4 separate regions of the Mus musculus genome follow, and regions 2, 3 and 4 are each linked to region 1. The links are chromatin contacts, called in public HiChIP or PLAC-seq and promoter capture Hi-C maps. All regions are on one chromosome and are shown on one strand. The core of a region is the stretch at or near the end of the contact, and the rest is flanking DNA. Distances in the headings are between cores, read along the strand shown.

What was found. Promoter capture Hi-C pulls out the DNA fragments that hold promoters and counts their contacts. HiChIP or PLAC-seq counts read pairs in DNA pulled down with a chosen protein or histone mark.
Region 2: a contact with region 1 is called in an H3K27ac HiChIP or PLAC-seq map of large pre-B cells, with 10 times the contacts expected there. The contact joins the enhancer-like site here to the promoter of 1500009L16Rik in region 1. A contact is called at or near these places in 6 of 39 promoter capture datasets (the 3T3-L1 cell line, embryonic stem cells, hippocampal neurons and 2 more), 2 of 484 Hi-C or Micro-C datasets (both in embryonic stem cells), 6 of 115 datasets of contacts at active chromatin or transcription factors (astrocytes, embryonic stem cells and large pre-B cells) and 2 of 9 other capture datasets (embryonic stem cells and macrophages).
Region 3: a promoter capture Hi-C map of embryonic stem cells shows a contact between it and region 1, with 4 times the contacts expected there. The contact joins the promoter of Nuak1 here to the promoter of 1500009L16Rik in region 1. A contact is called at or near these places in 19 of 39 promoter capture datasets (the 3T3-L1 cell line, 3T3-L1-derived adipocytes, the C10 cell line and 10 more), 8 of 484 Hi-C or Micro-C datasets (cerebral cortex, embryonic stem cells, palatal mesenchyme and 1 more), 13 of 115 datasets of contacts at active chromatin or transcription factors (the NIH/3T3 cell line, astrocytes, embryonic forebrain and 6 more) and 4 of 9 other capture datasets (adipose tissue, embryonic stem cells, liver and 1 more).
Region 4: a contact with region 1 is called in a promoter capture Hi-C map of embryonic stem cells, with 2.3 times the contacts expected there. The contact joins the promoter of 1700028I16Rik here to the promoter of 1500009L16Rik in region 1. A contact is called at or near these places in 10 of 39 promoter capture datasets (the 3T3-L1 cell line, cranial neural crest, embryonic stem cells and 6 more) and 1 of 115 datasets of contacts at active chromatin or transcription factors (embryonic stem cells).

What each region holds. Positions count from the first base shown.
Region 1 is chr10:83,719,748-83,726,224 of GRCm38.p6, forward strand. 1500009L16Rik (RIKEN cDNA 1500009L16 gene) reads left to right here and starts at 3,118. Exons shown (of 6, transcript NM_001145198.1): 1 at 3,118-3,287. The coding sequence starts at 3,242.
Region 2 is chr10:84,419,424-84,426,830 of GRCm38.p6, forward strand. All of the region lies in intron 1 of Nuak1 (NUAK family, SNF1-like kinase, 1), which reads right to left. Among named protein-coding and RNA genes, the nearest start is that of Nuak1, 18 kb to the right of the region's middle. Within about 2 kb of position 5,203, at least 32 of the 459 cell types and tissues checked have an H3K27ac peak or open chromatin away from gene starts, as enhancers often do. A contact at or near this core is called in liver, where this site is marked.
Region 3 is chr10:84,435,906-84,443,262 of GRCm38.p6, forward strand. It overlaps Nuak1 (NUAK family, SNF1-like kinase, 1), which reads right to left and starts at 4,763. Exons shown (of 7, transcript NM_001004363.2): 1 at 4,210-4,763. The coding sequence starts at 4,452.
Region 4 is chr10:82,809,738-82,816,771 of GRCm38.p6, forward strand. It overlaps 1700028I16Rik (RIKEN cDNA 1700028I16 gene), which reads left to right and starts at 2,386. Exons shown (of 3, transcript NR_038042.1): 1 at 2,386-2,622.

The sequences.
Region 1 (6,477 bases), core at 1,868-4,367:
ATAACTTTATCAGGTGGAGTATACGATATCCACCAGGGTCAGTTTCCTCTGGCCAAGGGGCACATCTGTGGTCGGGTAGGTTGGGTCTATGACTGCTCATTGTCACATGCACACACACACACACACACACACACACACACACACACTCACACACACACACAGCTGCATGGAGAGCCATGAGCTATTCGTAAGAGAACTTACATGATTTAGGCTCCTAGTAGGTCATTGTGCTACTTATTATTATTATTGGGATTTAGGAAGCAGAATTATTTATCTTTTTCTGGGTAGATATTAACAGGAAGCCAAGACAATCCCATGGATGTTCTTTCTAAATTCATCTCCTGCTTGGGTCAGGAAGACTAGACCTAGAAGCAGACTCTCAGCAGCTGGTAAGGTGGCAGCGACCTCTCACATTGCTAGGCCAGGGCATGTTCTCTGCTTGTGCAGTGACATAATGGCAGTGCTTGGACAAGATTACAAGGGAGTCTTGGTTTGTGTCTCTGTCTGCTGAGTGGCCTGAGTGGTACTGCTGTGCGGTGCCACCATACTGGACGAAGCTGCCACAGATAGCTGGTAGTGTCAGGCCAGTTTCTGGATCTCATGGTGTACTTTCACTATTCTTACGGGTGTCTCAGGAGTGACTCGCAGGGTCAGGTAACAGAATTAAAGAACAGTGCAAGGGGTGGTGGCACATGCACTTAGTCCCAGCACTCAGGAGGCAGAGGCAGGCAGATCTCTGTGGGTTGGAGTGAGCCTGGTCAGTGAATTCCAAGACAGCCAGGGTGATTACAGAGAGAGACCCTGACTCAAAAAAAAAAAAAACAAATTATCTATCTATCTATCTATCTATCTATCTATCTATCTATCTATCTACCCACCCACCCACCCACCGATCCATCCATCCATCATTGATACAGATACAGAGAACAGTATTTTTTTTTTTTTGGCTGTTTGGTATAGCCTTTCAATATAGGATTTGTTTAGGGATGGCCTCTGAACCAAGACAGCAGAGGCCAAGGTGGAAACCAGTATACTGTGGATCAGTCTCTAGGTGGGAGTGTTCACTTGGAAGGCTGTGGTACTTCATGAGTAGAGACTTGTTGGAAGGAGTGGGTCACTGGGTGTGGGCCCTGAGGTTATCATACGACCCAGCAGTTTCCTGTCTGCTCTTGGATCCAGTGAGACCAGCCACCTGAGGCAGGAATTTAGTTCACAGTAGCCAAAGGGAAAACGGCTCCCGATGCAAACTCCAAGCTACTCACGTATGTTACAGTGTAAATGGATGTTAAGTGCAACTAGAATGCTAGGTTTAAACACCAAAGCTAGACTCACCAAGGACGACCAAGACAAAGACCCTTACAGCTGGGTACAAGTCACTCAAGGATTTGATACAACTCAGACAAACCATGAGGTCCAAGCCCAGCATCGGTGAGCTGCTCCCACAAGATAACCCCCCCCCATCAGTTAGTTAAGAGGCAGCTGTAACATTGTAGCTGCCTTTTGGTAGCTGTGAGGACAGACAGAGCTTTGAATAACTGACAACATTTAGGATACTCACAGGGCAGGAGGTAACACCAAAAGAGTTACTTTCTCTTTTTACCGAACTTTTATGTCTTAGGAGCCTGACTCATTATCCTTTAATGTTTTTCCCTGTAAACCTCTTAATAAAGTTTCCCACCTCACTCTTACAAGCATCTGCAACTTTAATCTTTATTGGCATAGGACAATGAGCTTGGAGTCACTGCCTCTGGTCAATCATGGCGATAGTTAAGTGTCCACTACCTTAGGACTCTGGCTCAGACCCCCCTGGCTGAGAAAGACTGTTGCTCTCCAGCCCTATAACAGCTTCATGTGCTTTTAACGCCCTCCCTTCCCCACCACAATGGATGGAACTTCCCTCCAATCATCAGCCAGAATAAACCCTTCCTTTCCTAATTTACATCTTGTCAAGTATTTTGTCACAAAACTCTCTCTCTCTCTCTCTCTCTCTCTCTCTCTCTCTCTCTATATATATATATATATATATATATATATATTACAGTTGTGGAGTAACAATGAAGTAAATTTATCGCTGAGGGTCACCACAGTATGAGGGACTGCATTAAAGGGTCATATGTAGCATTAAGAAGGCTGAGAACCACTCTTTTATATGACCCCTCAACATACCTATAGAGTTAAGCCCATTTCTTAAGCCGTTCCACCCTGTATAACTCCATTTGTGTCCCTGTTTTGATGTAGCTAATTTGTTTATAATTTGTCTGTCTGGGGACACAGTCTCCCACATGTTTGCAACCCCAGAGCTTAGTAAAGAACTTGGCACAGTCAGGGCTTCTCTATAAATAGCGAGTTTAAACCGGAGCTCTACTTCCTGGCTTGAGCTTACCTCTCAATGAGTTTTATTGATTCTGCATTGTGAGCCAGGAGGACACTAGGGAACGGAGGGTCCTCGTCTTTAAGGAATTTGTATTACTGCTCAAAAGCTCAAGACCTATTATAGCAGATGGTGTTAGCTGAGGCACAGGTGCTGAGCAGTTTACAACCTCTCAGTGTGGCTCCTAAAGTCCCACAGCTGTCAGAGGGCAGAGCAGGAGTTGTGGTCCCAGCAGTTAGGGACCACGGAGATTCATAGATCTGCCTTAGATCAGAAAGCAGGGTATACAACTCTAGTTACAGATCTGGGAGACATTGATTGTAAGGAGGAGCACCAGGTCTGACCGACCTGGGGCAGAGCTGGTTTTTCTAAGTGAGGAAGGATGGAGCTGTCTCAGCTTTCTTCGAAAGCAGGAGAGGTTTTGGTTTCCTCTTCAGATCTGAATATCAATTAGTCTGTCGACCTTAGCCTTATCAGACGTACACCCAGGATACTCAGAGCAGGTGTTCCCTGTCACTTCCTCTCCTCTCCACATCCTGGGGACAGGGAGGGGCCACGAAGAAAGAGAGCGAAGGTGAACAAGAGGGAGAGCGAGCGGGTGAGACCTGCTGCGGACCACGCCTTCTGCCATGACCCCCAAACCCTACTTTAAACTCCCGCCCACTTTCAACCGCCACCAATGCTTGGCCCAGGAACGCGCAGAAGGCTGCGCATTGGTCGGTGCCGTGGTTGCCGCGGTGACGGGTGGGTTCGTGGGGGTCCCCGCGCGGGGCGGGGCTAGGGCTGTCCCTAGTCCCGCGCGCCGCCTCCTTCTGGGTCTCCTCCACTGGGACCTGAGGTCCAGAGCGCGGCTTCCCTGCGGGTGGCGCGATGGGTTGCGGGAACTCCACGGCCACCAGCGCGGCCGCGGGCCGAGGTAAGCAGAGCTGCGGGGCGTAGGTCCCTCGGGAGAGGGGGCGGCGGCGGCGGCGGGGGTGGGGGTGGGGGCGCAGTTCCTTCGGCCCATCCTCAATTTCGAGCCTGGAGCTCGCCTGCTTCTGGAAAGACCGAGAGGAAGCCGGTGCCCCTGTGCGGGGGCGGTCACGCCCGGATTCAGCGGGGAGGACAGTCGCCTGGGTCCTGCAGCCTGTCTCTGCATCCTTCTGGGGAGCAGAATTTCCCAGACGTGTTTCTGGTCCCTCACATCCCCTTTCTATTGGCTTGCATCCAGGCCTCACCCGGACCCCTTGGCTCCCAGTCCCTGCGCCTGGGAAAGTGTTGCTGAGCAAATCGGGACTTTTTTGGGGGTGGGGCCGAGTGCCAGTGGGTTGGGGACAGCAGCCTGCAGGGCTCTAAAAACGCATCCGTTTGGGTCTGCGTACTTAAGACCCACCCTGCTGCCCGCTAAGATTTTCATAGAGGAGCTGCGGTACCTAGACGCACAGATTAGCTTGATGGAGCTCTGGACTGGCCTCTCTTTTTGATAAATTTTCACTTAAAAATACATCCAAACTTGTCTGTGCACGACTTCATTTCGTTGATTGGCAGGGCAGGGCTTCTAGATTTTCCTGGCTAAGCCAGGCTTTGTATCAAGTAACTTACTGTAAGATTCAGACCCTCTGATAAAACTAGCTGATGTTGGGATTTGTTTGGGGTGGTGTTCTCTGCTGACGTATTTTAGCGTCTTTTTGGATAGGGTTCCCTACCTTCTCTAGCTGAGTCCAGTCAGGTATCACAGCCCACTCTAACCAGCAAGCGCAAACGGTAGTCAAATACTGCAGTGTTTGCGGAGCGGATGTGGGTGTCCAGCTATTGAGTTTTGAAACCTTAGGGATGTCACCTCCCATAGCCAAGTCCTTAAGGCTTGGCAGTTATTTTTGTGATTGATTGAAGCACTCAGGTTTGAACTCAGGGTCTGATCATTGCACGTGCTGCGCAGACCTTTGACCATCGGGCTGTATTCCTGGTATCGTTCTTTACTTTGAGATAGGGTCTCACTAAGTTGTCCAGGCATGCCCTGATCTCACTGTGCTGCTCTGGCTGGCCTTAAACTTGCTACTCTCCTAGATCCGTCTCTTTATGACCTAGGACAAAAGGCCTGCAGTACCAAGCCTGGCTGAACTTGTTTAAACATTTACAGGATGGGAACCATTGTGGAAATCTATTCAAATATTGGCCAGATTTGGTCTATCTTTTTTTTGGGGTGTGGGGCACAGTCAATGTGATACTTTTGGATTAAGTGTGTCTCAAGGGATCTAACTAAAACATCTGGGAGTCTAGGCCCAGGGAAAGTATATCCATTCCAGGTGACCTTCGTTGTTTTGAATTTAGGTCTGTCTTTGGTATCTGCAGACAGCCACTGGGAAGCAAATCTTTTAGATTCCTATAGCAGTGACTCAGCTTAGTTAGTATCCTATGCAAATGAGAGCAGGGGCGGGATTTAAGCTGGGGTGTGGCCCCGTTTCATTGCAACAAGGAAATCAGGAAAAGTGTCAAAGCGTCAAATGTCCGTTCTGAGGCTCAGTGTAACCTATCGCACGCGTGCTTGGCTGAAAGAAAAAAAAAAGAGTTGAGAATGTTAAAAAACAAAAACAAAAACTGAAAGGAGGACCCAGAAAAGATTTAGAAATGAAGAAAGTTTGGCGCATTTACATTCTTTAAGAATCTATTTTTATTCCTATGAATGTGCAGCTGTACGCTATGTGCATGTAGGTGCCCGAGAAGACCACAAGAGGGCAGCATATCCTCCGGAACTTGGGTTCCAAGCCATTGTGAGCCACTGTGTAGGTGCTGGGAACCAGACTTGGGTGATCAGCAAGAGCAGCAAATGCTCCTAACTGCTGAGCTGTTAGTTCAGCCCTGCACAGCGACATTTTATTAACAGACTGCTTGTCAGATTTGGGGCTAGAGGGAGAAGTATTGTTGTTAAGTGAAAATTGGAACGATGATAACAGAAACGTTAATGTACAAATTACATTTCAGTGGTGGGGTGGCCAAGGAGTGGAGACATTGGATTTTAGGCTGGAGATGTAGCTTTAGGTGGTACCTGCCTAACACACACAAACCCTATAGACTCTATCTTCCAAACCCAATAAAGTGGGCATGGTAGTGCCGGTCTATAATGTCTTGGTAAATATTTTAAAAGGGTTTCTACCCCACATTAAATCATCTGCTTCCAAAATGAAAGACACAAAACCTTTGTATTTATAATAAGCCTTAAAGCACTAGAGCTGGGCAGATATCAGTCCTCTATGCTGGTTTGTCTGCTTCCCTGTCGCTAAGTTCCTCCTGGGCCGGTCCTACCCCAGCAGGCCGCCCTCATGGCCATGTGCTCACTATCTACCTACCCCACGGCCATTGGTACCTTCTTTCTTCTTCCTCCCCTCTCCTCACCACAGTCTCTGACTTTGACCCCAAGCCCAGGAACCAAAGCCCCACCTACCTCCCTTCTGCCCAACTACAAGCTGTAGCCATCTTTATTCAACCAATAAGTTAAGGAGCAAGGTTTACACAACAAAAGCTGTTACCTGTGAGAATTCACTCTTCCTGAGGCAACTAGGCCTTGGGATACAGGAATTTAGCATTATTATACATAGCAACAGACCAAATCTCAACACTCCAGTCAGGAGGGTCAGAAGTTCAAGGCCATCCACACTAGTCCCTCACTTCATAGTGAGTTCAAGCCATCTCAAAATCAAGTAAACAAATAAAATAACAACAACAACAACAAAACAACTATCTGCCACAAACAAACAAAAACAAACAAACAAACCTCAAATCCTCCAATCTTTCTGCTGCTAATCTTGGTAATCCTACAGTCAGGGACAGGGTAGGAGGCTCACTCCCAAGTTCATGGCCAGCCTGGTCTATATGGGGAGTTCCAGAATAGTCAGACTGTCTCTTAAGGGGAAAATAAAAATCCTATTTCTTGGGATCAAGAAAAAAAAAAGATTCTCTTTGCAAGCATTAGGTTGACTTTTCCCCTTTTGAGTAGCTCTCTCCCTGGGTAAAGGGAAGTGCAGCTCCATCGGAAAGGATCCCTCCGAGTGCCCGTCCTTAATGATCTGCTTTTGTTTGTGAAGGACAGGCATGCTAGAGCACGCTGTTCTCTGGCTTGCTCTTTGCTA
Region 2 (7,407 bases), core at 3,953-6,452, 700 kb after region 1:
CTAGGGACTCAAGGAATGGCTTGGGTGGAAGAGTGTGACCATGTCTCTCTGGAGGCCTGAGCCAGCCATATTCTCTGCCAGGATCCTTCTGCGTCCTACCACCTGCAACTGACTTTTCCATCTTTTCAAGTACCCATAGGTCCTGAGACATAGCCCTATGTTGGACACCTGGGTCCCCTCCCATAGCCTCCCTCACCACTACTCATAAACTCTATTCACACTGAAGCCACCTGCAATGGTTTGTTTATGCTTGGCCCCGGGAGTGGCACTATTAGGAGGTGTGGCCTTGTTGGAGTGGGTGTGGCCTTATTCTGGAGTGGGTGTGGCCTTGTTGGAGTAGGTGTGTCGCTGTGGGTGTGGGCTTTAAGACCCTCACCCTAGCTGTCTGGAAGTGAGTGTCTGCTAGGAGCCTTCAGATGAAGATGTAGAATTCTTAGCTCCTCCTGCACCATGCCTGCCTGGATGCTGCCATGATCCTGCCTTGATGATAATGGACTGAACCTCTGAACCTGTAAGCCAGCCCCAATTAAATGTTGCTCTTATAAGAGTTGCCTTGGTCATGGTGTCTGTTCACAGCAGTAAAACCCTAAGACACCACTTCTACAGCCTATTCAAACCAAATTATAGCACATCCAGGATGGAGCAAGTACCCATGTATTGTCCATAAAAGAGTTGCCATGAAAATGTACACTAAGGATTTTAAAAGTCAGATTAAAACACACAAAGCCGCAGTGGGTCGCCCTATTCCACCAACCGGACCACACTCTACCGTGATGAGTCTCTGAGGCACTGGATGCCCAGTTGCTCCCAAATCACTTGACTGTGAACTTCCCATCTTTCCATGGAGATGAGAAGAGACCATGCTTGGGGAAGGCTTGGGTGACTCACAGTGATCACAATGATTACCTTAGTATGCTCCTGGCCCCAGGTATCACTCAGTTCAATCTCTCAGCCTCTTGCTCATTAAAGTCTCCCAACAACATTATGCTTTCTCCGTGAACACAAACGAAGCCTGAGGAAGGGTCGGGAACTGCTGGTACAGTTAGGGACAACTGGTAAAGAGCAGACATGTATTTTGCTAAGCCTAGGGCCATACTCTTAGACCCTGACCACAGTGACCTTGTGATTGGCACAGTTCCTGCAGACAAGTTAGGTGGTTGGTGAGTGAGCTCAGTCAGAATTTTTGAATGTAAAGATAGATCCACCTGAAACCTTTTCCCAGCTCATAGTTAGGCCACTTCCATCTTAAAATATGCACCCGTGGTTATCCCTTTCCACTGTCCATATGGTCGGTGATGGCAGATGGGCAGTCACAAGCAGAAAGGGAGGCGTGGGAGCCATGGCTCTATAACGCAATGGCAGGGAGTCCATTCCCTCAGCGAGCCACTGTGGGAAACTGCTCTAGATGAAGCATTGACCCACTTCTGCACAGTGGCCTAGACCTTCCCTTCAGGTGACTTACATACTCTCACCCTCTGTAGCATGCCAGACCAGTCTCGGTTAAAATGGGTTGTGACAGTTTCACTTGCCCAGTACTGGTCAAAATGCCATGTTTGGAACTCATCCAGATTCTTCAAACTTCCTCTCATCCATACCTCTGAGGAACACAATAATTCCATGTGCACTACTGTGGGATTTCCATGGAGGAAGATCAGAAAGGGTCGTTTTGACTTGTTTTGCATGAAGGTGCGAGATTCTAAATTGTCCAACAAATTTTCTTCACACCTACAAATTTTTGCCAATCTTGATGTTACCCCACACCAGTTGAAATATAATCAAACAAAGAGAGAAGGGGTGAGTGTTCATAGTCAATCCCTCTGGCATAGCGAGCAAACTATAAGATTGGACCATCATTGTCTTGACACTGCCTCCTCAAAAGCTATGAAAGAGTCTGGAACTTTCTATCAATAGATGAGTTGGGATGAATCAGTCAGGATGGCTATCCTAGGCCTTCATTTTTGCAAGAATGAATCCTTTCTTACTCAACCCTTCTGTCACCAATCTGGTCCAATAACTAACTAGCAGTTACTGGAGTCAGACTTCCCAGATCCCAGGGCACCCTGCATCCATTGCCTTTGTACTTGTGACGAAGGCCATAAACCTATACAGGGGGCCACGTTGTATAAACAACCCACTAAGTATACATCATCCTACTGCACCTTACACGCCCTTCATGAGATAGGCTATTCTGCAGGAGGACAAACAATCTAAAGAAGGGTTCCCTCGTGCTTCCACAGATCATCCGTCAACACTATGGTTTCAACCCAGATCCTTGGACTCTGGGGCCAGTGTTGCTTCCCCTGGGTCACATATGTTCCTTGGCATTTTGTCCAGTCTTCAAAGCTACCTGGTAAAGTAGATATTGGCATTATATAACATCTCTTTTCTCTGGAGACCAGGGCTCAGTGGGAGGGGTCAAGCTATCAAACCATTCCTGAGTTGTGGTGATCTGGTCAGGGAGCTAACCAGAACACTTCAGAGTGTGGAGCTACAGAGACTGTCCACCCCAAGCACTGCCTTTGTGACAGTGCTTCGTAAGATCCAGGCCTTCACTGCACAACTGTCAAACCCAGCCACCAAGGGCCAGAGACATCCCAGCAGAGGCCCAGCAAGCTGCGCTCTGATGTACCAAACACACAAATACCAATGTTCCCCAGATGTTCTCCATGTAAAACATTTGGTTTGAGACATAGCTCTTCTCTCCCCTCAAACGCTTACATTTGTTTAATGGACTCATACAGTTGGGCTAAAACATCCTGGAGCAGACATCTGAAGCCAGCCTGTCTCTGATGTGAACACCCCATCTGCAGAGAAGATGAAGAAGTAAATAAGACAGTTCATCCCAAGAGCTGGGCTCTAAGCAGGTCATAAAATGTAAGCTATGTGCTGATAATCAGGCGAGTTGCTTTCAAGGGTGTTTCTGAGTCCATTTCAGAATTAATCTAAGACTTATGTTCCAGCAGAGACTGGCTGGGCAAGCTAAAGGGAATAAAGTCTGCTTCCTACTCCCTCTAAACAACAGCAGTTCAAAATTCTGTCACTTGAGCAACCAGGATGATGGAAGTAGGGAAGGACTATTTTTTCTGGTTTCAATTTTCCAAACAACCATGACTCCTTAATTACCAAACTACTTATCCCTTAGCCCACAGTGTAAGACACAAGTAACAGATAGAGAATAGGAAATACACGTGATCTTGAGTCATGGGACCCTGGTCAGCAACACGCTAACCAGCTGATGACCCCAGGAGCCTGCTCCCCATAAGTTGGCTCATCCAGTGGTTCAAAAACACCAAACTTCACTAGATTCACTCTCAGGACCGACACAGCTCCAACAACTAAATAAGAATAGAATATATCCCCCCCCAGAAAAGCTCCCCAAAGAAATGCCCCAGTATCCATGCACTGGGACCCTGCAGACAACAGATTTCTCATTTAATGTCATTCCAAAAAGTTTAGTCACAGCCAACAATGTAGAGAAGCTGGAAAAATGGGATCAGAAACAGCATTTCTGACAGAATCAAGACATGGCGACTACAGGAATAGGGAGATGTCCGGTGAGTAAAGCATTTTCCACACAAGCGTGAAGAAGACCTGGGCTCAGAGCCCTAGAACCCACGTAAAAAGCTGGGCACAGTGGTTTTGAATTTATAAGCCCAGGACTGTAGAGGTGGAGACAGGGGGATCCTGGGGCTTGCTGATCAGGCAGCCTAGCCTAGTCTGTGAGTTCTGGGTTCATCAAGAGACACTGTCTCCAAAAGTAAGGAGGAAGAGGAGGAAGAAGAGGAGGAAGAGGAGGGGGGGGGAGTTGGAAGGACAACTTGGAGGTTGAGAGCATATATTGCTTTTGCAGAGGACTGGAATTCTGATCCAGGTACCCATGGCAGGCAGCTCACACACACCTGTAACTCCAGCTCCAGGGGCTGAATGCCTCTGGCCTTCTTGGGTACCTGCACTTGTGTGCACATGCTTATATGCACACAAGAAAGCATTTGACACCAACTTTTGCCTGCACACACACACACACACACACACACACACACACACTCATGTGCGCGTGCATACACGCACATACAAAATACACGGGCAATGCATGTACTACATATGAGTGCACATACAGAGTAAAGCCTACACGTAAAACCTGAGTCGTGTCAACTAACTTCCCTTTTAATCTTTAATTTCTCTGTCCCATGAACGTTCAAGATTTGAGCAGACAATTTCTTTTGATACAAGAAAAGGAGTACAAGTTGATGGAGGGGCCAGATAAACTGTGAATAACAGACAGAAAGATTCCAGAAGGCTACCAAGGACCATTCAGAAGTGAGCTGAAGGCACCAAGGAAAGGGCTCTGGCTCGTTTCCCTGACCAGGCTTCCTCAGTGAATGCCTACAGTTTTGAAGAGACTTAGTTCATCTACAAGTGGGTTCCATCCTCCAGGGAAAACACACATGAACATGCGTGCATCCAGAACTCTCAATTATAGCTCCTTACTATTTCCACATTAAACATCCAGTTTTCTAGTTCCTACATCTCCTTGCCTGCAGCTCGAGGAAAGATGAATGCGCAGGAGCTGTAAGGTTTCTCTGCATTCACTTCTGCTTGGTTAGCATCCAGCCAGGTCAACAGCCTCTGACACTGCAGTCTTCATGCCACGAAACGCAGCCTCCTCTAAGGCCAGGAAATGGTTGTATGATCATCACTTCCCCCTCATAAGGCTAAAAGGCTGGTTTTAGACTTATGTCTACCCCACTGCTGCTAAGAACAAGCAAAGGGCAATGAACTAAGCATCAAACACACACACACACACACACACACACACACACACACACACACTACCACATCCATACAGCCCTGTATACGTTCCAAGCATGCTTATGGTTATTCTTATCAATGTTGCTAACAAACAGATCTACGCAGACATAGGTCTAAGAACATTACCCCAGGCTTCAAACACTAAAACCTCAGAGGAAGATCTCAGAGGGCAAAGTGAGAAGGGGCTGAGAGAAAGGAAGCAGCTGCCACCTCCTTTGAGAGGCCGTTTCAGGACACCCCACTCAAAGAAGTCCCTCCAGACATGCTTCTGTAGCCCCCAGGGAATCGATACTCGCCGGATGGAATTATTTCCCTGAAATAAACAGACAGGCAAAGGTCACTACTTCTGGGGCCTAGAAAGAAAACAAGCCAGCTGCCGAGTTACGGGGCAGCCCATGATGCAACAGGGCAAAGGGTTTGAACCCCTAGGCCCTGTGGAATGGCTTGGACAACTAGATCCCTATGGGGGAAACATGCCGGTAGCATATGGGAGGTTAATCCTTCTAGGAGCAAGACCAGTGTGACCAGACCTAGATGGGCACATCTTCAGGAGTGCAGGCCCCTGAGCTTCGGTGACGCCCACACTACAACTGGTATTTTCCACTCTAGGGACATGGGGGAGCTGTGCACAATGACCTGGGGTCACACCTGCTCAGTCTTTATAAAAGTTATATACCTTGTAAACTAATCAGGGCTGGCACACAGTAGGCCTATAGGAATGTCCTCCGAATGAGTTGTGTTCCTTAGGTACAGAGACAGACCTGTGGGGATGGACAGCTATCCAGAGGCAGCCACTGTAGATCATAATGTCCACATGTGTTATTTCTCTAAACAAGCCCTTCCTAAATATACCTGAACTTGCCTCTAAGCGACTGGAGGAAAGCACGCATCTGGCATTCCAGAGAGTCTGCGTAAATACAGAGGCCGTGAGTGGCAGTACCCCAGAGCTTTGGGATACAGATCCACTCACAAGCAGTCTAAGTGAACAACGGCCTCCCTTTTCCCTGCCTCAGCTCACCCATTTGTCAAACAGGAGCCACGATGCTGTGCAGCACTTAAGGCACCTAAGAGGATGAAATCAGATTGGCTATTTAACGTATTTGGAACATCACGGGCATGCAATCGTGCTTATGTAGTTGTTCTCATTGTCACATTGTGTTAAGATAACGTGGAAAGCGAGGGCAGCTCTTATCCCAAGACAAGAACCAAGCATCACAGCTCACCCTGCATGTTAGAAAACACAGACAGAATAAACCTTGTGCTGGGTCCCTGGGACAGTACTGCACTGTCAAGAAGAGCCAACTGTAGTCTGCTCCCTTCCCCTTCAATCACTTGAGTATACTAGTCAACATGCAAACGCTACTAAGTGTCCCAGAGGTTAACCCAATCCGGCTAACCAGACTCTTGGTGGCAGGGGTAGGGGTGGGGCAGGGGTGTCACAGACAGTCTGTGGACACTCACAGCTGCATCCTGTCGACTGGCTCGTCCCTCCAGATTTAAAATCGCTATCTGAAATAAGCACCATCCCAGAGGCTTACACAGTGCCTGACACACAGGACAAAGTCAAAAATATCAGGTAATTCCAGACAAGGGTAACCCTAGATGTATCTATTGAGTTTTTTTTCAGAAGGTGTGATGCACACACCAAACAATGCTGATACAGGCATTTTCCTGTCCATCTAAAAGCTCATCGAGTATATGCTATTTCCCAGGTCCCCATCTAGACATGATTGGGGCGTGGGTACATCAAAACAGTGGAAGAGATACTTAACAGGCAGTACCGGAAGCTGTGTGGGGTGGCACAGCCTGTCCCTACCTCATTACCAAGCATTAGGCTCTGCCAAACAGAACTACCTGGACTGGTAGATGACTCCAGCCATACAGGGACTACTGGCCACTCAAACTGTGGCTTGTGCAACCAAGAAACTGAATCTATCCCTTGATATCATGGCAATTAATCTTAATAATAGATTAACTAATTAATCTATTATTATCTTCATAATAGCCACAGGTGTCCCTCTTTGACAGTGCTGGTCTGAGGCAGATGAGAAAGAAAGACTAGGAGGGAAAAAAAAGACACGGGCCTCACCGTGAACGAAGATGGTGCACCATGTGCTATCTCGCCCACTTACGGGATGCCCTGATGTTCCCGGGCAGAGCCAGGTGCGAGGCATTGTGCTCTGGCTGGAGTTTTTATAGCCCATGATGACTTGGGAATGGTACTCAGCCCAGCCAAGCCCCAGGGACTGAAGCTGAGAACACCCCACTGTCAGCCAAAGATGACTGAATGAGATCTTTCTCCCGTGTCACGGCCACTGATGGCCATTGTGTCCTTGGGGAGCACATCCCACCGGGCCAGGACACTGGGCAGATTTTATGAGTTTTCTTCGTGTTAAGCCTAAGCACAAATACAAGCCTCTTAAATTCCTCCAGAAAATTGGTGGCCGATGCAAACATTTCATCAAATTAGAACTCACTGTGTGGCTGGGAGGAATGTCAGGCTGCTGCCACCAGAGAAATGCTAAATATTTATTATAATTTTTTTTTCCTTCGTGAGCTGTTTTAAGAAGCAAATGCTTCTTCTAGTTGAAGCAAGGG
Region 3 (7,357 bases), core at 3,513-6,012, 720 kb after region 1:
TGCACACATACAATCACATACAGTCTCTCTCTCTCTCTCTCTCTCTCTCTCTCTCAGATGTAACTGCAGGAACAAGCGCTTCTTTCTGGGGTCAGCTCACTTTGATGAACTAAGCCGCACTGAGCTCCTGCCTGCCTCCCCTGAAATGATGACAGCCTCCAGGGAGTGGGATGCCTGGCCGAGGAACAGTTTCCCCCACCTCTTCTAGAAGACAGGAAGCTCCTTACTCACGCATGGCTCCCCAGCGTGTGTGGCAGACAGTCTGAAACCCCAGTCACCCCGCCTAACAGAATTCATTCACTGTTTTTAGGTTGGCTTCACTTCTGCTACGATACGTCCCAAAGGAATGAGGACGGCGACTTTAAACAAGAACAGACGTCCCTGACTCAGGTCTCTTCACCTAAGCTCACTCACTTCAGGTGTGAAAAAGTCAACTAAAATTTCTGGAACAGGTTGGGATGACACATTGGCCAAGATCCCTGATACACTGGAAACTGAGCTTGAAATGTAGCTCTAACAGGGCACCTCAGCCACTGTGCCCGTACATAACTAGGTTGGCAGGCCAACTTGTTTGTATAGCTCTCAGACGTGCAGTTTGCCATTGCTGGGTTGGGGGAATTGCTTTTGGCAAGAGATATTCACTCATGATATTCACTTTGGTCAAACACTCCTCCAAAAGCTGTTTGCCATTTGGGTTCAATTCTTTGTTGTTGTGTTATGTTTGTTTTAGCAATACTTTGTGTGCCCTAAAGGTCCAAGAAATTGGATCCCAAAAAGTACATGCCCTATGATGGCCCAGAAGTTCATCCCACAGCCTGCCCAAAATTTCACCCAAACAAAGGTTGTGAAATAAAGGGGGCCCAAATTCAACCCTGTAGAAACACATTCAGATCCTATCTGAACCTCGTCTTGCCCTCCTATGCCTGTGCCTCCCTAATTAATGTAATTACCCTGGCAAAGTGAGTAGCTCCTTTGCCCCGACTCTCTGCAAGATCCGAGGCTAATTGCCCAAAGTAACCTGTCTCTCCAACAGCCTTAAAACCTAGATGAAATCATCAGTGAGAATACGGAAGACAATCAATCCACCAGGAAGAGACACCAAAATGTCTCATTTTCCCTTTTGACACCTGACATTAGTTACTTCTGCAACTTCCAAAATCCAAGAAGTTGGTACTGTGGCCATCTAACTTTCCAGCTGGGGAAACTGGCACTTCACAGTTAAATAGCTTCTCTGAGGCTCCAGTGCCAGTAGGGGCTACATAAAGATTCTGAATGCCACCCAGGGCTCTGAGCCTGTCTGTAAGACTGTCCCAGTGTTAGGCTTATTGTCTTGAGCAGCTGAGAGTTCCTGCCTTCCATGCTCAAGCTGTGGCTGTAAGACCACATTTGGGAAGGAGGAAAAGGAGAGACCGGGACCACGCAGAGGATTGAACCAGCTGGCCCCTAGCTCCTGACCATATGTCTCTTCAAGGCGTTGAAGGTAATGCGGTGTATGCCTTGTTGAGAGCTACAGTGACTGTCCTCTGTGAGCAGGACCCCTACTTCAGGCAGGAATGCTGAGTTTCCAAGCATTTACATCGATACCCAGCCCCTGAGCCATGCAATCAGAACAGGTGAGCATCCTTGCTCCTATGTGAGAGCTGCTCTCCAACGGGGCTGGAGGAAAGCATCCATAGGAAATCCACCCAAAGCCAGAGCAGGCAGAATCAAGTCCGTGTTTCCCTGAGCCTCCTCAGCGGAAGCTAGGAGGCAAGACGAGGTAATCGCAGATAATGTTTTGCTGCTCTTGACCCGAGTCACCAAGCACCAAGTGGGCAAGTGCAATGCTGACCACTGTTTTTCTGCTTTGCTTTGGGGTTTGCTTCTATTATCTTCTATTCAGACAGGCATGGGGAATTTCCCACCTGACAATTCTCATTCTTCACTTGAGCCTGTCTGCCATCTGTGAACAGCTCACTCATTGAGGAGGATCCAGGCCCCAGGAGGACTTCTTGCCCCGCCCCCAGACCTCAGGTTCCAATCTGTTAAAAAGGGAGGGTTCACTAGAGGGTCTTGCTAACGTTTTTCAACTTAGCTCTCAAGTAGAAAACAAACCCATGGAGAAGTGAAGCCGTTTGGTAACTCTCAGTTCCTGGGCCTGTATTCTACTGACAGCTTCAAAATCTTTACATAATTTTTTGAATAAAACAAGAGATTTCGCTGAAATTAATAGCACAATGGGAGGGAGGGTGAACCAGACAATAACAGCTGACTGACTGGTCTTGCAGAGGAGAAATGAGCCTCTGTCGTTCTCTGGGCGCCCCCTAGTGGCCATGAGGCTAAATCCTGGCAGAATGTTTCCAGACACCCACCAAAGAGGAAGGCAGGCGCCTGCCTACCAATGCAAGTCTAACCCAGCCTGCGGATCAGACAGCTAGAAGAACGCCTGCCTGACTGGAAGCCACAATGGAGCTCAGCGGCCAAGCATATGCCACAAAGATTCCAAGCCTGGCTGAGCTGTCTCACAAGCACTTAGGTGTGAGAATGTGAGGGTCCCCACCACAGATTCCAGGCCTGCCCTCCCTGCTCCGACCCCTCACCTTCTCACATCTTCAACCTGCACCTCAGACAGCGCCTGTTTTTCATTATCCTGCTTTCCAACTTACCAGCACGATTCTTCATCAGCTATTAAGACAACCAGGGAAAGGAGCTACACTAAGTTTCCGCTTATTCAACGTCCAGCCTGGGGAGTGTCACCTCGGGAAGAAACGCATGAATGAGCGTGCTGCTCAGGCTCTTCATCTGCAGATAATCTCTCCAACACACACACACACACACACACACACACACACACACAGAATTCTCAGTCTAGAAAGCAAAGGGCACCTGCGCAATTATCATAAAATTCATGTATGGCAGAGAAGTTTATTTTAAGAACACAAATCCCTATCTCCAACTCATTGATAACAGACGTTTTAAAGATGATAACGCAAGTCAGCGTGGGCAGTGAGTCTGAGAAGCGGAGGGGCTCTGCAGCTGGCCACATAGTTGAGATTACAAGAGCAAACCTTGCTGACCGCAATCAGTTTCCACAGAACTATCTCTATATAAATAAAAAAGAAATACTACCAACACACTGACAGTTCGCTTTGCCCTCCCTGTAGCTACTGGTTAGGTTTATAAGCAACAGCATCCTCCCCCAGTCCCCCAGTACCCCGAAAAACTGCACACACGAGAAGCGTCATAGTTTCTGACTTTGGCCCTAAATCGATTAAAGTACATCTGATATGCTTTAAATCAAAGAACCATGTGCATTTCTGCCATACACCACACAAACTCTTTCTGCAAGAGTCAGTCACTTTGAACCCAACTCTAGCCACAACCAGTGTGGATTTCAAGGGCCTGTTCTGCAGAGGGGGAACCGACAACAATCCAAAACTGGGACAATACTGAGCCCCCGAGGCACCTGGCAGAGCTTCAGCTGTATCGGGTGCGGCCGGCCAGACCCCTTGAACAATTTAAGTAGTCCTGAAGCCAGGACCTGGTAAGGCAAGCGAGCCTGCTGCAAATCAACTCTGGGACTGAATGGCCACCCCTGCCAGGGACATGTCATGCTTGCCAGAGGCGGGAATGCAAGCTGTCAAGAAACCTCAGACATTCAGTAGAAGCTTTTAGGTTTGATAGACAGGAGGAGTCTGTCTTTTGCAGCAAGAGCAGCATCAGGGTAAGCAAGCATCCCAGTGGAAAGGAGAAGTGGGACTGCAGGTAGATGGGAAAGAAGCGGGGGTCCTGAGCAACTACAGGACACCACACTTTCGAGCCCAGCTTCATGGCTGATAATGTAGGTCTTTTTGGAGTTTGTACAAATAAGGAACTCCCGGACAAGGTCTGAAGGTGTGTCTTTGGGGAAGACCCCATGTTCTCAAAGCTGCAAAATGTGAATCCTAAACACTACTTTGCTAGCTGGGGTAAAAAATAAAAAAATAAAAAAGGTGGGGTGAGAGAAGCCCCCAAAATATGTGCAGACAAGATGTAACAAGTGTTTTCGGAGATATACACCTGAGTCACGGGGTGCTGAAAGGAAAGTGAGGAGTCTGACTGGGGGCTTCTGCTGAAACCTTTCTAGAGAAGGGAGCCCCGGTGGCGTGGTGCCCCCAGACCGTCTCCCCGCCCCCATCTTGGGCCACCAGGGAACCAGCTCGAACCCCTCCAGGAATTTCCCTTACTCACCACTCGGCCTGAAAACCTCTCGGTGGCTCTCTTGACTTTGCCGTAGGTACCTTTGCCCAGGGTCTCTTGCAGCTCATAGCGATGCTTCAAGTTGTGTTTGTGGTGATGTCGCTTCACCCCGTGCGGCTTCCTGGGCTCCACTGGGGCTGCAGTCGCCCCGGCCACCGCCTCCAGCGGAGAGCCCGGCAAGCCGGTCTCTACAGCAGGGCCATCCCCTGCCGCGGACACTGCCGCCCCTTCCATGACCAAGCGCAGGGCGAGCCGAGTTGGAGAGGGCAGGTCCCGGCACAGGGGCTCGGGGTGGTCCCCACCGAGGGAAACCGGGGTGCGTTCAAGGTCGCCCCCGCAGCAGCATTGCTGAGACGACCCGACCTGGCTCTGGCTGCCGCTGGGGCACTAGCGGCGGCGGCGGCGGCGACTGCACATCTGGCGTCCCGGGCGCGCACGCTCGGCGCACCGCCCCCTGGCCAGCCGCGGCAATCTGCGGAGCGTCCGGCGAGGTGGCAGCGATGTCAGGGGAGGCGGTGGTGTTGGCGAGAAGGAGGGGAGAGGGTGGCTCCGCGCGCTGGAGAGGAGTGTTATGTGGGGCGCCGCGCCCCCCGCCCCCGCGCCGGGAGGACGCGCAGACGGGGCGGGGCGAGAGGGGAACGCGGGGCGGGCGCCCGGGTGTCCCCACCTCCGCGCCGGGCCACCGAGCAGGGAGGGGGCGGGGTGCGTGTCGTTGTTCACTCTTTGTGCGGCGCGGCGCAGGCCGGGGCGGCGGCCCGGCTGCTTTGTCCTCGCCGGGTGGGGACGCAAGGTCCCGGGTGGGTCGAGGTGGAGGGGTTGGGGATCGTCAGTGCTCTTGTCCCCTCCCCGAGCGTCCCGCACTCACCCTCCGGAACTACTGCGGGCCGTCCGCAGCTAGCTTGGGCCGATCGGCCTCGGATAAAGGTCGCAGGTCCCCGAGGCCGCAGAGGCGACAACGCACAGAGCCAGGCTCACGCTCTGTGGCCCGGGGCTGTAGCCTCCTGGGCCACCCTTCTTCATGTTTGTTATGGTGTGGCGGAGGCCGCCAGGCTCGCTGGAGCAGGGGGAGGCTGGGTTGAAAGGAGGCCCAGCGGTGTTGGGTTACCGGCGGTGAGTCACAGTCCCCTCCAGCCGCCGAGGCCCTGCAGGCCCCCAGCTCCGGCACGGTCAGGGCAGGGCCCTCCTGGAGCAACCGCGGAGCCTGGAAAGTCCCCGAGAGGGATGCTTCGGAACCCCGGCTCTCTCAGGGAGAAAGGCGGAGTCAGGAACGAAGGGAGGCTCGAAGGAGGAACCCGGCCCTTCTCCAGGGCTCCGATCTCCCGGTAAAGTTCGGGAGTCCAACAGGGACCAACACCTAAGAGGAGGGAAGTGGGGGCCTGGATGGAGCTGGGTCCCCTGAGCTGCCCAGCGCCATTGGAAAGACCCCTTTCCGACAAACCAAGGCTCTGAGATAAGCCTAGGCCTTGGCCTGCTGAGCAGTTCCTTGTCCAAGCCAGAGGCCACTTGCAGGCCTCTTGACCCCCTCAGGCGATGGGAATTTTCCTTTGACTAAAACGGCCAGATCTCACCCCACCAGGTGAAGGTCAGGCAGGAAGGCCTCCCAGCAAGGCTGCCCTGGTTCTCCTGAGATGAAGGGAGGAAAAATAAGACATGAAAAAATTAAAGGTATCTTGAGAAATTTTTTAAAGTAATTTCACATAAATTACATTGTTCCACACTAGGGTGGGAAGACCGACCAGGAAGAGCATCTGGTGTAGTCTCCAAGTACTGGCACTTCCTTCTGCAGCCCTCAGGTTCCTCCCGCCCTCCAAATTCCTTCTGACTTCACTCTTGTCTACTTCTCACCTTACACTGGACTCTAGCAACAGCCTGTCTTCTCGAGACGCCCCTCGCCCCCACCCCTGTTGTCAGAGTCATGGCCTGAAACACACCCATTGTCGGCCCTCACTCCTCCGCTCAGTTCTGGACTTGATAATGGTCTTATCTCCAAACTTTATTTACTTATCTTACTGATGCCTGAAACCCTCGGCCGGTCCCTGCCTACCTTAAAAGCACTCACATAAGACAAAAAAACGCAAAGACCATGCCCCAGTCTATTCGTTCCACTAGCCCTTTCAGGGACACCCTCTCCTTCCCCTCCCCCTCCCCATTCCCCATCCTGAAACTGTAGGCAGCTTTTAAATGGTCTGTAGACATCCCTGCATGTAGATTGAGAGACAAGTTGGTGGCCTGCAGGGAGAGCTCCCACCCCCACCGGATTGGTTGGATGACTTAATCTCTTAAGACTTTCATTTGTTCTTCAAATATGCATTAGTGGGTCTAATTGGTTTTAGTTTTTGGTTTGGATTTCAGGTAAATAGATTGTCTCTACATTAGTAATTAAAATGCCAAGTGTTCTGGTCCCTTCCCTCCCCCAGCATGTGGTAGGAAACTATTACCCCACTGCCCCCTTCAGGGTCATATCTGGCTATATAACTTGCCTCGGTTGAAAGATTCCATGCAGGTACCACAATCACTGTGTCTTCCACCTGGGAACTTAGTTACAGAGTAAAGTGCCTTGTCCCATGTCCTCATCTTGACAAGCAGTGCACAGTGGGCTCAGGCTGAGACTCCCTGTAAAGGGAACAAGAAAGTCCCCCAGGAAGATTGGACTGGAAAAGCAGCCTGGGCAAATATTCTTTTGATGTGTTCAGCCAGGAAGATGATAGATGTTTGATTTGGCGGATGACCTGTTCGGGCAGGGTCACTCTCAAGTGCAGGGTCTTCGTCCCTATGTGTTGGATGGAGAGAACCTACCGTATGCTGTTAACCATTTTACAACAGCAAGTGCTGCTATGGAAGGTAGCTGCTGTGATCTCTGTTTTCCGTTGGGGCTAGCATATCAGAAAGGCTTAGAGCGTGGCCTAACATTGCTTAGCTTGTACGGAGTAACAGCAGCACGGAGACTTAATCCCTACCTGTCCCCCTCTGCTGATGCCAGGCTACCCCTCCTTAAATGGGAAGGAGGCAAGACCCAAACACGGTGTGTGGCACACTGTCATGTCCAAACCCTGGGAACTCCTGCTCAGCCTGAGTTCCTGCAGCATTGATAACTGGAACGCAAAACATTTATGTGACTACATGTGTGGGTTTTTTAGTT
Region 4 (7,034 bases), core at 1,136-3,635, 910 kb before region 1:
AACAGTTGCCAAGGACCTGCAGGAGGCTCTGATTACTGTAAGTAAAACGAAGGACAGACAGAATATTACACAGGCCCAGAACTGCAGTTCTGTGCTTGAGCAGGCCTGTGACCATCTAAGGTTAAAAATTCACTTGCAATCTTCACTAGTGGGGACACAGAGGGGGTCTGCAGTCTGACCCCCACGTGGCACTATGTCAGGACAGCCTTAAGTTCCAAACACAAACATGTTTAGTGCAATCCTATTTACAATCTTTTTTTAGAAGAGAAACAGTTTGGCAGGAAAGATGGTGCATGCCTATAATCTGGACACTCAGAAGGCTGAAGCAGGAGGATTGCAAGGTTGGGTCCAGTTGGCTACACAGTGAAAGCCTGTCTCAGAACACCAGAAACCAAGAGGCTGGGGAGATGGCTGTGGAAAGGTTCTGCACAGGCCTGGCCATCTGAGTGGATTGGGATGTAGCAGTGAGAGTCTGAAAGGCTGGCACACCCAATGTGAGATGGGAGGCAGAGACTGCAGAATCTCGGGAGCATTGGATGCCGTTATCCTGGTATGTGCAGCAGAAAACAAGAGAGACCCTGCCCCAAATCAAGGAGGATCATGAGGGAGGTGTCTGCAAGCACATGGGAACATGCATGCGAGTGCGGGTGCGTGCGTGCACGCACAGGCACACACACACAAGCAGAGAGAAAGAGAGAGAGAGACAGAGAATCAAAACCAAAAATTAAGTTTCAACATTTTACACAGTGAAATAGGCACCTGCAGTCCAGCAGCATTATCGTGTGGGCCATTCTATTACTGTTACTAAAACCCAGCATTTCCTTCAATACCTAATTACTATAATCTCCCCGGCACTGTGGCAGGCATTTGGACAACATCAAAGACAAAAGCACAAAGGTGATATTTTGGTGAAGTTTATAGTCCCAGATCAAGGCGTGGGCATAGGAGTCAGAGGTCAGAGGGGAGACTAGAATGTTCTTAGTGGTCAACGCAAAAACACGACTGTCATCTCAAAGGGCACGAGACACTATGACTGACTATGACCAGAGACCGCAGCTAGCCTGGAATAACGTGGTCCAGTGCAAAAGCTGCTATGTGAATTTTTGTAGTCTCATGGTTATGATTAGATAATCATAAATCAAGACCTTACTAGATACGTAGGTGGGTTTCAGCAATGCAAGGAAAACTCTTACAGGTTCGAGATGCTATCTGCCCATGTGTTCAGGCACACATGTGTAACCCCACACACACATACATACACACACAGGGGAAGGAAGAATAAAATCAAGAGTAAACATAGCAGTGCATGCCTATCTGTATATATATATATGTATACATATATATATATATGTGTGTGTGTGTGTGTGTGTGTGTGTGTGTGTGTGTGTATGTCATATAGCACACACGGGGCAAAAAACAGAGGCTCCTTAATTTAAGGTCAGCCTGGGCACTACATAAACTCTGTCTCAATAAATAAAACCTTAAAAAAAAAGGCAGCTTATTTTTCAAAAGCAGCATGGCAGGATGGCAAATTACCCCACTACCCATTGCCAGATAAGGCTGTGGGAGCAGAGTGGTCCCAAGTTCTTTAGAACCAAACTAAAGAACTAAAGCAAAACTCGGTTACCAAACAGTTTAGCAAGTTTCCAGGTGAGCCCTGGTTAGACACAAGACCCTACCTCAAAAACCACAAACATATTAGTAAAAAGCATCCAGAGGCACGGCTCAGTATAAAGGTGCTTGCCATCAAACCTCAGGAGATGAGTTTTAGTTTGATCCCCAGGACCCACATGATGGAAGGAGAAAACTGATCCCTGAGTTTTCTGTTTTGTTTTTACAAGACAGGGTTTCTCTCTGTAGACCAGGCTGGCTTGAATTTACAGAGACCCACCTGCCTCTGCCTCCCTCTAGTACTGGGATTAAAGGCCTGGATGTGCCACTACCGGCTGGCTTGAGTTGTCCTCTGACCTCCATATGACCTCGACATTAACCATGACACCTGTGGGCTACCTACACATTTTTAAAAAGTCAAAGAAAACAAACAAGTGTATGAGATCCACGGAAAAGCAAGCTGCTCCCAACCCCCATCCTCTCCCACACCCATCCCCATCCTCGCCCACTCCCATCCTCATCCTCACCCCCCCCACCCCCACCCCACCCTCACTCCCATCTCCATCCCAATACTCTCCTCCTCTCCCTCTTCAGGCTAGCTCTGTTGGCGCGGCCCATCGCTTATCTCTTCCCTGGCCGGCAGGGGGCGCGCGCCCTCCGCTCGCCATCCTCCTCCTCCTCCCGCGCGCGTGGACCGCCCCCCACCCCCCTCGCGTGCCGGGCTGCTCGAGAGCAAGGAGGAGGGGGACCGGAGGCGCGGAGGGCAGGAGCGGCGAGGGTGTGTCAGGTACGGCCGAGCAGCGCCTGTCCACGCTGCCCCGGCAGCGCGCTCCTCCTTGCTCTCGAGCAGCCCGGCACTGCCCTCCCGGAGCTTCCGAGGAGTCGGCTGCTGGGCCGGAGCGGAGAGGGGCACAGGTCGCCAACGGGCCGCCCTGCCTCAGCCGCAGGTTCTCAAGGGCGTTGGTGGCTCCACAAGCTCGCCCGCCCGACCTCTCGCCGCCCCAGACCCGTGTAAGCATCTCCCGCGATGGTTTCAAGTAACCCCCATTTTACAGGTGAAGAAACCGACGCTCCAAGAAGTTAGGAAACTTGCTCACTCAGAAATCTGCCTGCCTCTGCCTCCCGAGTGCTGGGATTAAAGGCGTGCGCCACCACGCCTGGCTGTTTTTTGGGGGTTTAAAAAGATACTTTATAAACAGGTAGAAATATAAGCCAAGTTACTCCCCAAGTTACCCAGGCCAGAGTGGCAGAGCTGGGACCCAAGCCGATGCCATTGGGCTGTAGGTCTCTGGCTGTGATCATTGGTTACACGGCCTCCCCCACATCCTTTATAGGTCCCAAAGGGAAATAAAACACTGAACCCTGGCTTCTGCCGAGATGGTGAGATAGGGGCTCGCCCCACGTGGGATGCATAGCTGATGAGGGAAGGTTGGTAGGGTGTCTGGCGCAGGGTCCTTCCCTGCATTCCAGGTCAGGGAGCCCCAGGGAAGGACAGGAAGGCAGAGGACCTAGAAGAGCGCTTATGATGGGGAAGGGGAGGTCTTCGGAGGGATAGGACAGTACCCGCGTGAAGGGTGGATAGCTCCTGTGGCCATCGCTTCAGTTTCTTCTCACTTATCACGAGGGAGTTGGAGATGTGTTCTAAATCGATTTCTGTGAGGCACCTACTCTTACTAGGTGGTTTTTTTTTTTTGTTTGTTTGTTTGCTTTTTGTTGTTTTTTAAGATTTATTTATTTTATGTATATGAGTACACTGTAGCTGTCTTCAGATACACCAGAAGAGGGCATCAGATCCCATTACAGATGGTTGTAAACCACTATGTAGTTACTGGGAATTGAACACAGAACCTCTGGAAAAGCAGTCAGTGCTCTTAACCACCGAGCCATCTCTCTAGCCCTCTTAACTAGTTTTTGTTTGTTTTTTTGGGGGGGGTATTTATTTATTTTGGTTTTTCGAGACAGGGTTTCTCTGTGTAGCTGTGGCTGTCCTGGAACTCACTCTGTAGACCAGGCTGGCCTCGAACTCAGAAATCTGCCTGCCTCTGCCTCCCGAGTGCCGGGATTAAAGGCGTATGACACCACGCCCGGCTGTTTTTTGGGTTTTTAAAAAAATACTTTATGCCGGGCGTGGTGGAAATATAAGGCAAGTTAACTCCCTGCCCTGGCTTTCATTGGCCTAGATACTACATCAGGCGGTCTCTGTTCCTACCTTGCCAGAATGACGGTGTCTATTGTGCCGTTTTACGGTTTTCATTTTTATTTATGTGTGTGCGCGTGCGTGCCTGCTTGTCTGTGTGCACCGTGTGCTTTCAGCTGCCCAAGGAAATAGGCATCCCATCCCCTGGCACTGGAGTTGCAGATGGTTGTGAGCACCTGGTATGGGTGCTGGGAACCAAACCCACATCTTCAGTAAGAACACTAAGTGTTCTTTGCCTTTGAGCTCTTTCTCTGACTCCTTTTTCTTCTTTCTGGGGACCTGAACTGGGGTTCTCACACCCACAAGGCAGGATCTTAACCAACGAGCTGAAACTTAAATTTGGGCCTGCTTTATGAAGCAGCACTTTGTTCCGGCCATTTTTCTATACTTTACATGCATATGGGCAGGAGACACGCTCCTTGTACGACACTTACAAAGGATGCTAGGATGTACCGATTCCCTGGAATGATGCTGGTGATCTGCTTTATCTAAATGCTGGAGCACACAGTGCTCTCTCATCTTAGTTCCAAGCAGCTGCTTCCCAAGTGAGTGTTCAGAATCTAATGTGAAGCAGCTCACAGTCCGGTTCAGGTTGCTAATGACACAGTGTCGCCAAGCATTTATTATTTTATCAGGCACTGTGGACTCAGAGAAACAGGGCATGACCTCAGTTCTCGAGCATACAGTCGCCTGGAGAAAATGCGGAGTCATGATGTGTCGTCAGGAAAGCAGAGGGGCACCGGAAGCTTGGGGAGGAGGGCAGACGGGGTTGATTTTGGTACTTAGCACTGAGCAGGCGTTTTTTTTGCTATAACACGTAGCATTCTTTCCTAATTAGCTTGTTAAAATTTTTCCTGCTGGAGTTTTGAAGATCAGGAATGTATGCCAGTCATTACTGTAACTCCCACAGGTCTTGCCTCACTGCCTTACAGATGGGCAAAGGCATCCATCTGCTCCACAGAAAGAACTGCATATGTGAGGGACCTTCCAAAAACCGACGCGGTTAACTCCCACCAGCTTCTCCAGTTGGGGCACGGGGCAGTAGTTCTCAAAGATGGCCCCAAGATCGCTTGTGAAAATTAAGTGCATGTGAGCTGGGAAGTTACACATTCACTTTCCTAAACATATTAACTGGGTCTCAGACACTAGGCCAGGAAGCAGGGGATGGGTGCTTTGGGTCAGGAAGGAGGGTGCTGTGGCTTTGGGTGGGGATGAGGCTGAGGGAGCCCCTGGGGACCACTGAAGCAGAGGTAGAGAGAGGAAGTGAGAGACTGGGCACAGAACCAGACATCCTCCTGACTGTCCTGCTGGATCCCGAGGTCGGGCAGAGGTCAATATTGTCTGTTTCAGTGTCGTAACTGGAAGCCCCTGCCCAGTGTTTGACCCCTCGTACTTGATTCTTTGTGTGTGCACAGAATTCTTTGTGTATACTTAAAGCCTTTAAATTACTTAGTTCTGAAAGTACAGTTTAGATTTATAGTGGGTTAAATCCCTGAAAGGAGGAATTGTGAATCTGTGTGTCTTTCCTTTAGGGGACCCTTGAGCGAGCATTCCCCATAGCCTGCTTTCTGCTGGTGAAATTAGTCTGCCATTCGTGTAACCACTAATATAAAGCCATAGTGGATGTTTACTCAAAAAAATTTTTTTTTCTCACATCTCTTTAAAAGTTGTTTTGTTATTTTAAGCGTATGGGTGTTTTCTCTGCATGTGGACCATGCAACTGCCCAGTGCCTATGAAAGCCAGAGACAGAAGATTCCCAGGGACTGGAGTATAGATAGTTCTGATCTGTCATGTGGGTATTGAGAACAGATCTTGGGGTCTCACTATACCTAGAACTTAGCTTTTCTTTTCCCTTCCTTTCCTCTTTCTCTTTTTTCTTCTCTTCTCTCCTCTTTTCTTTTCTTCCTTCCTTTCTCCTTCCCTCCCTCCCTCCCTCCCTCCCTTCCTCCCTTCCTCCCTCCTTCCCTCCCTTCTTTTGTTCATTTGCTCATTTGTTTTGAGACAGGGCTTCTCTGTGTAGCTCTGGCTGTCCTGCAACTTTCTTTGTAGACCAGGTTGGCCTCAAACTCACAGACCCACTTGCCTCTGCCTCCCGGGTGAGGGGGTTGGGGGGCTAGAATTAAAGATGTGCACCACCACCAGTCTGAAACAGGAGCTTTCCTAAATAGATCTGGCTGGTGTCAGAGTCAGAGCTGCCAGGGCTGGCATCAGTGGTGTGTAAGGGCTGTGCTTTTTATTTTTGATTTTTCTTACGCAGTGTACAAAGTGGTAGGTTTCACTATGTCATTTCCATCCTTGGATCATTGTTCTACTTTTCTTCTCAGTCATCCCCCTGCCTCCCACGTGCCTGGATGTTTGATGTTACCTTTATACCCATCTGTTTTAACCGACTGATGGGGAAATGGTTTTCAGCTTTCAACTTTCATGTATGTTCAGAGAGCCACACTGGCTATGTTGCCAACATTGGTCAGTGTGCAGAGGTATTTTTGCTGAGGTTGAGTGCTCTGTGTAAGGTACATATACACTGACATTCACTCTGGGTAGCCGTGTGTGTAGAGGAAACCCTGAGCTGAGCAGGAAGCTGTACTCTGACTTGTGAGAAGAACAGACAGGCTCTCTCACTGAGGGTGATCTTTTCTAGCTCTGCCCATTTGCCTATAAATTCCATTTATCTTAACAGCCAGATAATATCCATTGTGTAAACATAGCCTGGTTTCATCATCTTTCGTCAACTGAGGGGTCTGTTTCCAGTTCTTAGCTGTTTATTTTTCATAAGATTTATTTATTTTATGTATATGAATGCACCATTGATCTCTTCAAAAGCACCAGAAGAGGGCATCAGATCCCATTACAGATGGTTGTGAGCCACCATGTGGTTGCTGGGAATTGAACTCAGGACCTCTGGAAGAGCAGTCAGTGCTCTGAACCACTGAACCGTCTCTCCAGCCCTTCTTCTTCCTGTGTATTAAGAGCAGTAGCAAACAGGGATGAGCAAGCGTCTCCATAGGAGGGTGAAGTGTCCTTTGAGTAGATGCCTCGGAGTGGTTAGCTGAGTCTTAAGGTAGACCAGTTCCCGGCTTCCTGGGGAGCTGCCTTACAGATTCCCACAGTGGCTGTTCCAGTCTGCACTCTGACCAGCAGTGGGTGTTCCCCTTCCTCGGAATCCTCACCAGCCTGAGCCGGCACGTGTTCTAATGATCTCCGTCATTCTGACTGATGGAAGAT